Linked DNA regions of Mus musculus: region 2 is linked to region 1. A link is a contact called in public ChIA-PET data. All regions are on one chromosome and are shown on one strand. The core of a region is the stretch at or near the end of the contact, and the rest is flanking DNA. Distances in the headings are between cores, read along the strand shown.

Evidence for each region. ChIA-PET counts read pairs in DNA pulled down with a chosen protein or histone mark.
Region 2: a contact with region 1 is called in an RNA polymerase II ChIA-PET map of effector CD8 T cells, with 10 read pairs. The contact joins two enhancer-like sites. A contact is called at or near these places in 7 of 39 promoter capture datasets (the C10 cell line, cranial neural crest, embryonic stem cells and 3 more), 1 of 115 datasets of contacts at active chromatin or transcription factors (effector CD8 T cells) and 2 of 9 other capture datasets (embryonic stem cells and liver).

What each region holds. Positions count from the first base shown.
Region 1 is chr13:62,879,119-62,881,818 of GRCm38.p6, forward strand. All of the region lies in intron 1 of Fbp1 (fructose bisphosphatase 1), which reads right to left. It overlaps Gm38679 (a long non-coding RNA gene), which reads right to left. Exons shown (of 3, transcript XR_873587.2): 2 at 584-650; 3 at 1-513. Among named protein-coding and RNA genes, the nearest start is that of Gm38679, 4.6 kb to the right of the region's middle. Within about 2 kb of position 1,258, at least 138 of the 459 cell types and tissues checked have an H3K27ac peak or open chromatin away from gene starts, as enhancers often do. A contact at or near this core is called in effector CD8 T cells and pre-B cells, where this site is marked.
Region 2 is chr13:63,410,152-63,412,851 of GRCm38.p6, forward strand. The region is part of intron 1 of Fancc (Fanconi anemia, complementation group C); the gene reads right to left. Among named protein-coding and RNA genes, the nearest start is that of Fancc, 20 kb to the right of the region's middle. Within about 2 kb of position 1,295, at least 78 of the 459 cell types and tissues checked have an H3K27ac peak or open chromatin away from gene starts, as enhancers often do. A contact at or near this core is called in effector CD8 T cells and pre-B cells, where this site is marked.

The DNA.
Region 1 (2,700 bases), core at 8-2,507:
TTCCTTCCATTGGATCCCCTTCCCCCTACCTAGACTTCATAGTTTGGACTCAGTGGGAGAGGATGTCTAGATGTCCCAGAGTGGAGTGGTACCCAAGGGGGATCCCCCTTCTCTTAGAAGAGTAGGGAACAATGGGAGGAGAAATTTGTAAGGGTAGGATTAGAAGGAGAGAAGGGAAGAGGTTGTGATAGGGATATAAAGTAAATAAAAATAAATTATTGGAAAAAGAAAGAAAATTAATCATCACACACATGGAGTTTACCTTCTCCACACAATTTCAGATCTGCACCCACAACCTCTCCTTCAGAAACCATGAGTCTCTGCAGAGCATCAGTCAAAGTTCCTCAAGCATTGTAAGGTAAAGAAGCAGGGGTCTCCACAACCCGTGTGGCTCTTGGAGCCTGTCTGACCCACTGAACCAGTGTGACCTCTCGAGCTTCAGGCACACTTCAGGAGGACTTGGGAGTGGGAGGGAGGGCCTCCAAGTTCTGCAGGGAGCTTCCACACCAGCATCTGTAAACGGGAGGGGAAGTCACCAGCTGCCCTCCGTGGGACAAAGCCCCTCACACACCACCGGGCTCACCTTGGTTCTCCGGGACCAGATCAGGGTTTTCCTGACCATAGAAGCTTTTTCTGAGGCCAGCTGGGCCCTGCTACCAATGAGAGATGTGAGCACAGAGAATGAAGATAGCAAGGGCCTCAGCCGGGCCCAGCCCCTTCTGCAGCCTCCCAGGATAACTCAAGTCAGTACCAGCCTTCCAAGAGGCCATGGCTCCCTCACTGCAGGGGAAGCTTGTCCTAATGGGAGTTACTTCAGAAAACAAAGGCAACAAGCTGTTCCCCAGCTCCCTTTTGTTGGGTCTCAAAGGACAAATGTCAAAGCACAGTGGTTATGAAAGAGGAAACAGCTGGAGGACTCCCCAGGAAGCAGTGGGCAGAACGCAAAACGGTGGGGTGCCTGCCCAGGCCTGAGCACCACTGGCTACTAATGTGGGCAATAGAATGTAAGTGCCCAACCCAGTCACAGACAACCTGCCCGCATACCGGGACCCTGAACCCTGAACCTGGGGTGTCAAGCTCATTAAATCTGCATTTCAGATATGCGTGGGTTATAGCTGGCATTCAAAGGTTTCTGGCAAGGCCTGGGCATGTGCTCCGCATGCTTTAGCATACAAAAGGTTCTAAGATCAAGCCCCAGTACATTTGCATATAGCCCAGTCAGGGTTAGGAAATCTGAGACTAGAAAAGATAACAGTGACCAGCACAACACAGTGACTTATCTCTTTTGAAATCTCTGTGTCATGTCTTGGCTGGCTGGGCCAGCCCAGGAACTACTCTTTTTGTGCAGGCCTCTTCCTGAGGAAGTGGCAGCCTGCTTTGTTTCTGGTGAGATCTGATGCCGGAACTGGGGCTTCCGGGGTGTAAGGTAAATGCTGGGGGAATTCAATTCCTTAAAGGAACTGACCTTACAGCTGAGGCATGGTGGCATACACCTTTAATCTCAGCACTCAGGAGTCAGAGGCAGGAGGATTTCTGAGTTCGAGGCCAGCCTGGTCTACAAAGTGAGTTCCAGGACAGCCAGGGCTACACAGAGAAACCCTGTCAAAAAACAAACAAACAAACAAACAAAAAAAAAAAAGGAACTGACATTACCAGAGCTGGCACATCTGAGAATTTACAGTTCTTGAGCCTGAACAAAAGAGCATTTCTGCACTGGAGAGATGGCTCAGTGGTTAAGAGCACTAACTACTCTTCCAGAGGTCCTGAGTTCTAATCCCAGCAACCATATGGTGGCTCACAACCATCTGTAATGGGGACCTGATGCCATCTTCTGGTGTGTCTGAAGACAGCTACAGTATACTTGTATAAATAAATCTTTTTTTTTTTTTAAGAGTATTTCCTTCAGCTCATATCTCTAACTCCAGGAGCAAAATCAAAGCAGCACAGGTTAACATTCAAAGCTACAGGCTGGAGCTCCAGAGGTCGGAAATTCCAATCTCATCTCCCCTACGTGCTTAGCAGCCCTGTGTAAGTCACTTCACGCCTCTTGGTGTCTTGTCCTTCAACTGTAATGTGGGGATACAGACATCAGCTTCATGGTACATAGGGAAGGGGGAAAATTAGTTGATAGGGGCCAAAGGCTCTAAATAATACCCCTGTTTAGACAGACATTTAAGAACTATTATCATCCTACTTCATCTCTGGTCCTGTCAACATTAGCACATCCGTGCTCAAGAACAGGTGAGGCCCTAGAAAAAAGTCAGCAGCACAAAGACCTGGGTTCAGATTCTCGCTGTTCCTTCTACCAAGTATGTGACCTCTGTCAGTTTGCCTAAAACTCCCTGGCTCATCAATATAAACTTAGCCAGAAACAGGGAGCTTGGCAGACCTGGGCTACCGATGTGTCCCTGGGCACGCCTGACTTCCTAAAATGACAGCCAAGGTCGTGCTTACCAGATTCCCCAGAGCATCCACTAAGCAAGCTTTTGTCGATGGGTGGGTGAGAGATCAGTTCTAAATCTCTTTGGCAGACAAATTCTAAGAGGGCGGCTGGCCAGCCGACACAGGATTGTCATCACAAGTAAATGGCACGAAGAAGAGAACAGCTCCTGTAAGGTCCTGTGACATTTCACTAGGGCCCTATTGCAATCATCTGGCCTTCAGCTCAAAAAGTTAGAGCTGAGGAAAATGTGTCATCAA
Region 2 (2,700 bases), core at 45-2,544, 530 kb after region 1:
CTTGCCTTTGTCACTGGTGACTTGACTCTGAGTTTACTTCTCCTCTCCATCTTTGCTTCGAACAGGAATTTATCACTCACCAACAAAACCAAGAAAAGATGCCTGCACATTTGTAGGAAGCCATTTTACACTAGGAACTCAAACACACTTCTAGTGAAAAGGCTCCTGCTCTCAGGCAACCTGTGGCCAGTGAGTAAGATCAAGGCCTGTATATCAACAAAGCTTACCTAAGCAGGGTTTCTCACTCTAAGAACAGCTGAGAGCCCCAAGGACAGGTTCAAGTTATTTTTTTTTTTAATCCTGTTAGGTATCACAAACATAAACTAGTAAAGTCCTATGCTTTTAATACTTGTAAAATTAAAAACTAAAAATCTGTAGAAATTTAAAAGTACAGTTTTTACCCATGTAAACACTTGAACAAAGTCCACATGGCAAATGTCTAAAATAAGTGAATTCAATGGACAAGAGTGATTTGACTCAGGTGATACCGTGGTCACTGACATTCACTTCTGACCAGCTTGACCCTGACTCTATGGGCAGTGTGGCATTGCCAGCCACTTCCCTCTTCAAAGCAACAACGGAATGGCAACCTCAAGGTGAGGTCAGACGCTATAAACACTTTCATCTCTGTTCTTTGGTAATGTATCCCAGCATTTCAAGCAGAGCTACTTGTGTGCCAACACAAGCAGCTAGAGGCAATGAAAGTCCAAGGCAGTACCTGGTTAGGCAATGGAGGTGTCTGGAGACTTTTTTATTTTAATTTTATCTTCAAAAGGGTAAAGAGTAAGTACAATCTTTCTAGACAACTTGAGCATGCTAATGAACCCCACCTACTTAATCGTCCTTATCTTCGGGGGCCTGCAAGCCTCAGAAGGAGTTCCTGTAACCGTGTGCTGAGGGCCACTGGACTCATACAGAAGCAGCTTTCTTGTGGTTACGTTTTAGTTCTGTATATAACCAAGTACCTAACTTTGTTTCCTTTACACTCTCAGCCCATGGCTTCCTGTTAAGACAGCACAAGAAATCCTCTTTGATGGGCTCTCTACTCCAAACACAGCGACCAGACGGGACACATCAAAGAGAAAACCCAAAATGTTGTGGTGAAACTAAAAATATATATAAACACTTCCTGAACTGGAACCAGGACAGAAACATAAAGATTCTACCTCGGGAGGAGTTTTGTGCCTCTATGCTTAGAAACCCAAACCAGGCAGAGAACTGCAGGCTAGGCAAGCTGAGAAGGGGACATCTGAACTGACATTTCCGAATGCAATGCCTTTTCACTCAACCCAGCCTGTTGGTGCTGTGCAGTTCGGATCAACCTGATCCAGGCCTCAGCCAGCTTCCTAGAGATGAACTGTCTTATGGCACTGCAGCACCACCTGCTGAAGAGCCAAAAAAAAAAAAAAGAAAAAGAAAAAAAGTCAATCCACAGCTGAAACTGGTTGTGGAGGGATGGCCTCCACATCATTCCAACCAGCTGCTTTCTCTTGTTTTTAAAACTGAAGCCAGTGCTTGCCCAAACTGCCTGAGAATAAACAGTAACCCCTCTTACTTCTCCCATTGCCTGTAATCACCACAGGAAGATGTGTCTGCTTCCCTCACCACAGCGCCAGCCATCTCAGGAAAGACTGTTAGACTCTATTCACATTTTCCATGGGGCTAAGGACACAGCTGAGGCAGCAGAACACAGCCAAATCAACCCTTTCCTCCCCAGCTTGCTTTTGGTCATGGTTTTACCATAGCAACAGTAACTGTAACTAAGACAAATTGGTACCTGGATCATGGGATATTGCTGTGACAAATCTGACTAGGTTGTTTATTGGAGGATTGTTTATTGGAATATTTATTGGAACATTAGGCTAGAAAAGCCAGTGAGTGTTCAAAGCTTAGTGAGCTATTCTGAGGGAACGTTAAAGATAAGATTATTCAGAGCAGGGGCTGGAGAGATGGCTCAGTGATTAAGAGCACTGACTGCTCTTCCAGAGGCCCTGAGTTCAATTCCCAGCAACCACATGGTGGCTTACAATCATCTGTGATGGGATCTGATGCCCTCTTCTGGTGTGTCTGAACAGAGCAACAGTGTACTCATATACATAAAATAAATAAATCTGGGGAAAAAAAAAGAATATTCAGAGCAATGCAGACAATGGAGTCCTGGGAAGCTCCAGAGGGAAGTTTAAAAGCCACCCAAAGACTCTTATCAGGGCTATTTGCTACTCTGAGCTGATAATCTGTGGTTCTGGTTGTCTGGGGCTAAAGAGTCAGCTGTGATTAACAAAGGACGAGAGCCACTAAAATTAAACCTTTGCTGGGACAGTTGATGCTGGTCAGCTGGAGCGAAGAAATCAGTGGTAGTTTTGTTGTTTGTTTGTTTGTTTTTAAGAGACATGGAAGGAAAATCTGCAAAGTGTTTCCCCAGAGTTGGCACACAGAAGCTGTGTTTCAGAAGTGCCCAAGACTTGGTAATGTGTAAGACCATCCAGTTGGTGCTAGTTTTGAAGGCATGAAAGGGTCATAGCAAGCAAGTGGGGCTTGGCACTCTGAGAAGCCAGGACAGGCCATTAGAAAAGGTACAGCCTTAGTAGCAGTTGAAGTCCTACGAAGGGATCGTGGAGACAAGATGAGGCTTGGCATGAGGAAGAGAGCCCTGAAGAAAATCACAGTCCAATTACAGCAGAGACCCCAGCATTTTGGAGA